3 separate regions of the Mus musculus genome follow, and regions 1 and 3 are each linked to region 2. A link is a contact called in public HiChIP or PLAC-seq data. All regions are on one chromosome and are shown on one strand. Each heading gives the region's core, a stretch centred on a gene start, on an enhancer-like site or on the middle of the called end of the contact. The rest is flanking DNA. Distances are from core to core; before and after follow the strand shown.

Region 1 (2,975 bases), core at 283-2,782, 120 kb after region 2:
CCAAGCACTGGAATTAAAGGTGTGTGCCACCATAACCAGCTTTTCCTACTTCATTTAAAATTTTTTATTACCAGTACCTTATTATTAGGAATACAGTATGATGTTGATTGAAAAATTAGATACAAACAATACATAATATATGATTTTATTCACACATGTTCATGTAAGTTGGAAAAAGGCAAAAAATTATAAGGTAAACTTTCCACAAAATGTAATCAGTAAGAGATTATCAGGTCTTCCCGCAAAACACCACTGCCACCACCACAACAACCATACTGGAGTGTGCCGCATTTCTGAGAGAATAGTTGTGTTCCCATACTGAGGTGACAGCTGAGGATATGTCCCATCCAGCTTCAGTCTCACCAGTGTTAGGACCACAGGCATGGGGCTCCAAGCCTAGCTCTTCCTGTAACTTTATGTGAGTTCTGGGCAAGAAAAGTCATCTAAGTACCCGGGCCTTTGGACAGTTAATTTACTCTCATACTTTCTCACTGTATGACTCTGACTTTAAGATAACACACAGGCATAGGCTTTCTACGTACTGTTCTTGCTTTACTAATTTTTCCTAGAAATAGGCCACAAACACATCGGCTTTACTAATATAATTTTGTTGTTGTTATTTGAGACAGGGTTTCTCTGGGTAGCCTTGGCTGTCCTGGAACTCAACTTTGTAGACCAGGCAGGCCTCAAACTCACTGAGATTAAAGAAAGGCGTGTGCCACCACACCTGGTCCTAATCTGATGTTTTACAATCAAAAATTTAAGAGTAACAGCAGAGACAGGAGCAGGGGACTTTATCAATGGTACACCAGCAGCTTGGCAAGCTTGAAACGCTGGGTTCAGTCCCAAACACAACAACTGACGTAAAATTTTTTAAAATTGGTAAAATATGACTAAATCTACAAGAGCCAAAATCAGCTATTTGGTTCTATCCAATTCTTCCAAAACTTCAAATTATCCTACATATCAGTTAAAATGAAGAAGTGGCTGCTAATTTATATTAAGAAACTATTTTGCTAGGCATAGTGGCTCACATCTTTAATCCTAGTGCTTGAGAGGCTGGGGTAGGCATATCCGAGACAGCTAGAGCTAAAGAGTAAAAACCCATTAAAAAAAACAAAAACAAACAAACAAAAAAAACAACCCAGCAATAGTGGCACATGCCTTTAACACCAGCACTCAGGGGGCAGAGGCAGGTGGATTGCTGAGTTCCAGGCCAGCCTGGTCTACAAAGTGAGTTCCAGGACAGCCAGGGCTACACAGAGAAACCCTGTCTCAAAAAACCAAAAAAAAAAAAAAAAAAAAAAAGGAAAGAAAGAAAACATAACAAAGAACTAATCAAAAACCCCAATTACAACAGTCTCTCAAACATAAATGAAGCCATAACTATAGGATGGTTTAATCACTCAAGTCATTTGTCTGCCATGATTCAACTATCTTTAAAATTCCCTCTCTTCTACCTCGAGTGTGACACATATAGTTTGGTATGCAAACAGCCAGGTATTATCATCAGATCAGTATATAGGACACAAATCACAGAGAGAGTAAAAGGAGTGAAAGACGAGAAATAGTTGGGCCACACACACAGAAACACAGCCTGAAGGCTCAGACGCAGTTTATGGCAGAGTGCGTGTTTGCTGTGTGCTAGCAGCACCAGCAGGAAATAAGACTGTTTTGAAGAAGAATGGGGCAAACTCTAATGGAATAAAGAGTGAAGAAAAGGGCAGTTTAGAAAGAGGACATCTTCAGTTCTATGGATACACTAAAAATCACTGAATTGTTTACTTTAAATGGGTAAGTTGTACAGTATATAAATTATACCTCAATAAAACTGGTACCAAAGAGGAAGGGAATCAAAGCAGGGAAAGTAAAGGGTGAGGAGACAAGCAGTGGCATGAAAGGAAGGCCCTGGCAACACAATCAAGAACGAGGCTCCAAGTCAAGTCCACAGCCTCTCCCAAGTCTCTCACTCTGAAATCTGCAAAGAGCTGAAGTGTGCTTGCCAAGCATAAAAACAAATCTTCTAAACAGCCCAGAAACAAAACTCACAAACCCTTAGTTTTCTTGGTCAGAAAGCAACTTATTTACAGAAACTAGATCCTACAAACTCTTACTTAACACAACTGGTCATAATTTGCAGCAGAAATGTTTAGATGTCTGAAATGACATATTGCCCCCAACTCTAGGTAAAAAAAAAAAAGAAGGTAAATACACCACACTACCACTCTATAAGAAAAAAACAAAAAACAAACTGAATTCCCAAACACTGTGAGGCCAAGGCTCTTGGGATAGAAGTATGGAAAGATGGAAAAGTCAGAGCAAGATGAAAACACAAGGTACAAAGGTGATGGTGGGACCCACAAGGGGTCATGATGGTGAAGGGAGGAATGCAAAGCCCTAATGTCACATAATCTTATATAAAAGAGTTCATATTAAGAAAAAGAACCAAGCCCATTTAGTAAAAGATAATTGATAATTTTGACAAGGCAAATCTCTTCAAAAACTTGTTCCTCTTAAAAAAATAAATAGTCCCTGGTCCCAACTAACAAAGATGACAAGCAAAGCCAGAGAGAAACTAACCATGCAAAGATAAATCAAAGAAACAAGATAAGGATTCAATAAAAATGAGGCTCTTACTTTTCTAATTCTTCAGGATCAAACTTCCACCAAGTTTCCGGTTCATGAAACTCTACTCTGTATCCTTTTCCTATGGCCTACACAGGGGAGAAGACAAAACCCGGAAAACAATCTTAAGGAAAAGAAGGTAAATAGATACAAGTTTCATCTGACAACAGGAAGGCTGCTCAACCAAGAAAAATGCTTCTTGGTAAATATGGCTTAGAAAAATGTTAAGGCTACGTAGCTGGACCAATTCCAATTACTATCTTCAAGTCCAGGAGTAACCAAGGAGATGAACACATTCAATCATCATAAACACCATTCTCTATTTGTAAGAGACTAAAAAAAACCCAACA
Region 2 (2,916 bases), core at 56-2,555:
GAGGGTGCTGGAAATTGAATTGAGGACCTCTGGAAGAGCAGCCAGTGCCCTCAACTGTTCAGCTGTCTCTCTGGCCCCAATATGTTTTTTTTCCAAGACAGAGTTTCTCTGTGTAGACCAGGCTAGCCTCGAACTCATAGAGATCAGCCTGCCTCTGCCTCCCAAGTGCTGGGATTAAAGACATATGTCACCTTTGTCTCATTTTACAAGCTAACAAAACCAAATGGATTTGAATCTAAATTTAGAACGTCTACCAGGCTAGTTTTTACCCACTGGACAATGCTAAACACTTCATAGTATTGTTAGAAACGTTCAGCAAGCAGTAGTTTATTACTAGATAATATCATAGGCCTCTTCTTTGCTAAGCAGACCTACATCAAAAGTTTTAGTATTTTTTTACAATAGTGATACTTCTTGCTAAAACTAAGGATTACAGCTTACCAGACAAAATTGATACCAATAAACCAAGCAGACTTTTCTCAATCGTCTTTATTGTAGTGCTGAGTATCTAACCCAGACCCAGAGTCTCTACTATTGAGCCAGATTCCCCAACCGCAGGTCATTGTTTTTCTAATCCAAGAGGACCTTTTAACTGCTTAATCATGTTCTGGAAGCAGCAAGGCCTCTAAGATCTCTTGTTGGATCCAGTCGAGGGCTTTCTAAAGTTCAAACTACAAACCTACAGTAAGCCATGCACTGGGCTTGTTACTCAGTAAATTCAGGGGAGAGGTAATAATGTTTCAGTTTTCTAGGCCAGTTTCTGGAAAAGTCGGGAAATACGGTGATCGCATCCTAAAACCTGCAGAAAGGAGTACTAATATTGCAGGACTGCTATTTAACTGCGTGCGTGCGTGTGTGTGTGTGTGTGTGTGTGTGTATGAGAGAGAAAAGAGGGGGAGGGGGAGAAGGAGAGAGAACACTTGAGCCCAGGTCCTACCACCCGTCCTCAATAAGACAATTAAAAGCGCCAAATTAAAAGTGTAAAGCTGAAAGATTTATTTAATGTGACGACATTGAGAAGAGGGTAAAGAGATCCAAAGAATCCCTTCCAAGTCTATCTTCAGGGTTAAAGTAAACAGAACTCCAAGAACCCCGAAGATACAGAAAAAGAAAGTATAAACAAAATTTTAGGCCACAGCGGGAAACAGACACACACACATATCGTGAGGGGAAGAAAGGAATTCGGCTGGGGATGGGCGAGCACATGCTAGCCGGGAACAGGCACAGAAGGAGCTGCTCGCTGACTTCCCGGTGGCACTCGCGCCGCGTCCCCGTCGCGGGGTCATGACGTCACGGGCAGAGCGCGGGCTTTTCGCGGGAGCGGGAGCCGTGAGGCGTTGCCGTCAGTCAGCTACCGCTGCGGGAGCGGAGCGGGTCGGTGCGGCCGGGTGTGGCGGGCGTGCGCTCCGGGGTCGTGAGGCCGTGAGGGACGCGCCTGACACCCCGGAGGAGCCAGTCGACCTCCTTCACGGCCACCCGGAGCAGCTGCCCCGGTGCAGCCCGCGGCGTCCTCCCAGAGGGATCCGGCGCGTCCAGAGTCCGCGGTAGCTGCCCCGTTCTGCAGTCGCCGGATTACCTAACGTGTGTGTCTCGGCTCCCTGATTAGTCAATGTGAATAATTCTAAATAACGTTAGGTTTGTCTTGTCATTGACTCCCACCATAGCCACTTTCGGGTGCTGTGATGTATCTAGTAGCCACTTGGTTGGAAGCACAGTTATAAACTGTCCCCATCTTCATGATAAGTTCTGCTCTTGTCCCAAAAGATAGGCCTGAGGTAGGATAAGCTTCCAAGCGATTCTGGTTTTACCTGTCACAAGAAACCAGGCTTGTGCAGTGTCTGTTATTTTCTCTTTTGCAGACTTCCTTACCGAGCATCGGAGAAATACTGTAGAGAAAATGCCCGTTGAATACAAAAGGAGACCAACTTTTTGGGAAATTTTTAAGGCGAGATGCAGCACAGCAGGTATTGAGGAATTTTATAAAACCTGGTAAATTAAGTCCCATTAAAAAAATATTTTCAATAAAATAAGTCAAGGTGAATGCTTGCTTTAAAAACAAACAAAAACCCCAGCACCTGGGAGACAGAGGCAGGTGGACTTCTCTGAGTTTGAGGCCAGCCTAGTCTAAAGAGAGAGATAAAGGGCTTTATAGAGAGCCTCTGTCTCAGAAAAACAAACAAAAAATTACTTGAGCTAGGTTATAATCCTATGGAAGCTGAGGCAGAAAACTGAGCCAGGTGGATTAAATGAGTTCAAGGCCAACTTGGGCTACATAGGGAATTCCTGGATGTCAGGAGCAACAGAGCTTAGACCTAATTAAAAACAAAACACAAAAGAGGGATGAAAGTGACCCTGGTCTCTGCATTTGTTCCTCAGCATCAATTTAGCAGGCATTAGCTGATTCCTGTAATCTCACCTTTGGGAGGTAGAGGCAGGAGGATCAGGAGTTGAAGGTGATTTGTGCTGTAAACAGGTCGTGGAGTCAGATCCAGTTAACATAATCTTTTCCTGGTCAATCAGATGATGTAGAATACCTAAACTGATGGGGAACTAACTCTTTGACTTCCAGTGGAAAGAACTGTTTTGAAAGGGCTACGAGCAAATCAGAAGCATTGGTGATGCTAGTGATGAACACTTTTCAAACCTTTTATGACTTATTTTGTTTTGAGCTGTATGAGTGTGTTTGTGTATTTGCTCTGTGTGTGTCGGTGCCTACAGAAGTCAGAAGAGGACATCAGGTCCCCTGGAGCTGGAGTTGCAGGTTGGTTGTGGGCTGTGATGTAGATGCTAGACTGAGTTTGGGTCTTCTGCAAGAGCTTCTTAACCCAAGAGCTTCTTAACCACTGAGTCATTTCTCCAACCCTAGCTTTCTCTGTTAAATGACATCGTCTTGCTCCGTAACCATGACTGATTTAC
Region 3 (2,991 bases), core at 351-2,850, 99 kb after region 2:
CTGTTCATCGGTCTGCCTGTCTGTGTGTCTTCTTTATTCTCTCACTGCCCTGGTGTAGTGTGATGCAAAAGTTATGACTGGGCAGCGACTGGAAAAAGACTAATGACTCAACTGTCACATAAATTCAGAGAGAAATGTTTAGGTTTTGTTGTTATTGTTGTTTTCTTTTTCTGGTAGTAAGCAATCAATTCAGGTCCTAGCACAATCTAGGCAAGCCCTCTCCTCTGTTACTACGAGAGCGCCTTTCCTTGTTTGATTTGCTTTTTTGAGACAGGGTCTTACTAACGTGCCAGCCTGGCCTTGAACTCACTGCGTAACTTGTCCTCTTCTGCTTCTGCTTCCCGTGTGCCAGCTGACAGGCGTGTACCATGTCCTGCCACGTTTAGTTTCTCCTAGCCTGGATGTTGGAGAGTTGAAGACTAAGAGGTGATTCTGTCACAGGATCTGGGACACCAGGTGACAGAAGCCACCCTGACAGATGTCTCACCCCAGTACCTTGAGATATTTATGATCACCAAAATTAAGACAAATAGTCAACTCAATTAAGTGTGCAGTAGCTGAAGTAAGCTACACCTAACCACGATCAAAAGAGCGCCATTCTCTGGATGTGGTTCCTACTTTCTTCTGCTAGAAAGCACCAACAGATGTTTCTCCTCGGTTTCTGTTCCCCTCTCTATTGTAGAAGACATGAACCTTACTTTGGAAATGGCTTTACCCACTTCTCAGGACATCAGGTTCCCAAGCCTTTTCCTTGTTTGTCTCTGAGAAGCAGGAGTCCCCAACGCAGAGAAACAGCAAACTGCACTACTAACATGGTCAGAAATGTTTACTCACTAGGGTAACCCCCTCCCTGCATTTGTCTTAGGCAGTTACCAAACCAATGCCAATAGGTGCCTCAGCCTTACAACAATATAATGTGTTTAACCTCCCAGTTGGTAAGATATCCAGAGGCACTGTTTCTGCTGTTACAGGGCAACGTAAATTGTTACCTTACAGATGTTAACACAGGAAGACTTTTGCTACTGTTTACAAGATAAAGAAGTTGTGATTGCACTGTTTAAAAAAAATCTTCATAGATTTTGACAGTAATTGCAGGTGTATTGGATAAAGTATTATTGTATAGTTTGGTGTATTGACCTGTTTTTTAATTTTTTTCACTTTTAGCATATGGGTGGATTTTTTTTTTTTTTTAAAGACAAAGTTTCAGGTAATTCAGACTGGCCTCAAATTTGCTATTTGGTCAAGGATAACTGTGAACTTCTGATCCTCCAGCCTTCGTATTCCAAGTGCTGGGATTACAGTTATGTAGCACACTGAGTTTTGTGGAGAGCTGGTATTGACCTTGGATGTTGCACATAAACAGGCAAGCCCTCTACTGACTGAGCTCCACTGCTACCTTGGGAAATTTTCAAAATCTACTCTTAACTAGACTGAGTAGTATCTGTTTAAAACAGGTGAGCATGACTCACTGCTGCTAAAGTTTCAAGGACTTCTTCAGTGGTTCCTCTTTTCTGGTTCCTGGTGGTCTACTCTGATCACTTCTCTAGAACACGGCTTTCAAACACCGTGATTGGCAGTTCTTCAAATGGGTGACAAATAGAACCTGTAAGGGGAACTCCCAAGTTTTGGGAAGAGAGCCTCTTTCGTCAGTTCTACTGAAGCAGAAGAGGCTGAGACTCACAGAAGCCTCCTACCTTATGTGCCAAATATGCTCCTGTCTTCCCCTCACTTACCCACATTTGTATTTCCAGCTCAGACTTCTCTGGATTATGAACACATTCAGCACCTGCCTGGATGTCTAGAATGTAGCTCAAGCTTATCATGTCCCAGACTATCTTTCCCTTCCCAAATGTGCTCTCCTGCTGAACACCTAACCTACAATAACTCCCCACTCACCTTCTCAGCCTATTACTTGTCTAATTCAATCATCTGTCTCCTCTAGTCAACCACTTCTCACACATCCACACATCCACTCTTAATTTCATTATAACTGTTTTTAAATGTTGTTTGTATACATGTGTGTGCTGTGCAGGAATTCAGTGGCGGACACTGGTGTCCTACATTCTCTCTTTCTCTCTACCTTGAGACAGGGTCTCTCACTGAGCCTGCAGCAGGCAGCAAGCCCAAGTGATTCTTTGATCACCAACCCCTACAGCCACCATGGTTACCAATGCACACGACCACATCTGGCTTTTTACATGGGCTCTAAGGATTTAAACTCAGTACCTCACATTTGTGCAGCGATAGAGTTCTTACCTGCTGAACCATCTCCCTAGTCCTCTTGACTTAAGTCACAGTTATCTCTTATATGGGTTACTGCAAGTTATACCATCCTGTTGCCATTCTTGTGTCACTAAAGTCATTCCTAAAATGGCAGTTGGGCTGGATTATGTCTTAAAACATGGGTTACTGACACTATCCCTTTGCTCAGAACTCAGTGGCATCCCTTCTCAAGTGTGGTAAAGTCCATAGTCCTTCAATTTTTGAGACCTCAGATTATCTCATTTCTTGTTTCTTGACCTGCTTCTTTATTCTGCCCTACTGACTTGAGTCCAAGCTAACTGGTTTCTTTGCTTTTCTTTGACTGCAGTCTCAGCTCATCAAGACCCTGAGTGAAAGATTCTGCCTAAAATGGTCCTTCACTGCTCTCTGCACCTTTGCTCTCAGGTTTCTGTTTAGATGTTGGCAGCCAGCCATTCCCTTGAGCCTTGCCTTTGTGCTCACATTCACTCGACTTCACCACCCTTCCTGGTGGGCCATGTGCCCTGTCTACAGCAGGGGCTGCTTCTCCAATCTCACTGGGGAAAGGCAAAGGCCATTTGTTTTGCCTCTGCTAGATCTCTACCACACAGAACAATGCTGATACTGTAAGTGCTCAAGAACTTCTATAGCATGACCAGACTGATCTCCTGCCACTGAGTTTGGTGAGTCAGCTGCCACTGCCTATACCTTTTCTATATTCTTGTCTAGTTGCTAAATCCCACTTGTAGA

Evidence for each region. HiChIP or PLAC-seq counts read pairs in DNA pulled down with a chosen protein or histone mark.
Region 1: a contact with region 2 is called in an H3K27ac HiChIP or PLAC-seq map of trophoblast stem cells, with 10 read pairs. The contact joins the enhancer-like site here to the promoter of Brca2 in region 2. A contact is called at or near these places in 6 of 39 promoter capture datasets (the C10 cell line, the HPC-7 cell line, HPC-7-derived erythroid cells and 4 more), 3 of 15 datasets of contacts at CTCF or cohesin (CD8 T cells, large pre-B cells and pro-B cells), 17 of 484 Hi-C or Micro-C datasets (B cells, the BV-2 cell line, the C2C12 cell line and 13 more), 14 of 115 datasets of contacts at active chromatin or transcription factors (the 230-238 cell line, bone marrow-derived macrophages, embryonic forebrain and 7 more) and 4 of 9 other capture datasets (adipose tissue, liver, macrophages and 1 more).
Region 3: a contact with region 2 is called in an H3K4me3 HiChIP or PLAC-seq map of the 230-238 cell line, with 21 read pairs. The contact joins the enhancer-like site here to the promoter of Brca2 in region 2. A contact is called at or near these places in 4 of 39 promoter capture datasets (the C10 cell line, liver, macrophages and 1 more), 1 of 15 datasets of contacts at CTCF or cohesin (CD8 T cells), 2 of 484 Hi-C or Micro-C datasets (CD8 T cells and muscle stem cells), 8 of 115 datasets of contacts at active chromatin or transcription factors (the 230-238 cell line, CD8 T cells, bone marrow-derived macrophages and 5 more) and 3 of 9 other capture datasets (adipose tissue, liver and pancreatic islet).

What each region holds. Positions count from the first base shown.
Region 1 is chr5:150,644,364-150,647,338 of GRCm38.p6, forward strand. N4bp2l2 (NEDD4 binding protein 2-like 2) reads right to left here. Exons shown (of 6, transcript NM_201369.3): 5 at 2,638-2,714. Among named protein-coding and RNA genes, the nearest start is that of N4bp2l2, 20 kb to the right of the region's middle. Within about 2 kb of position 1,533, at least 8 of the 459 cell types and tissues checked have an H3K27ac peak or open chromatin away from gene starts, as enhancers often do. A contact at or near this core is called in trophoblast stem cells, where this site is marked.
Region 2 is chr5:150,521,316-150,524,231 of GRCm38.p6, forward strand. Brca2 (breast cancer 2, early onset) reads left to right here and starts at 1,306. Exons shown (of 27, transcript NM_009765.3): 1 at 1,306-1,581; 2 at 1,860-1,964. The coding sequence starts at 1,898.
Region 3 is chr5:150,620,266-150,623,256 of GRCm38.p6, forward strand. It overlaps a transcript of N4bp2l2 not described here. Among named protein-coding and RNA genes, the nearest start is that of N4bp2l1, 27 kb to the left of the region's middle. Within about 2 kb of position 1,601, at least 59 of the 459 cell types and tissues checked have an H3K27ac peak or open chromatin away from gene starts, as enhancers often do. A contact at or near this core is called in the 230-238 cell line and CD8 T cells, where this site is marked.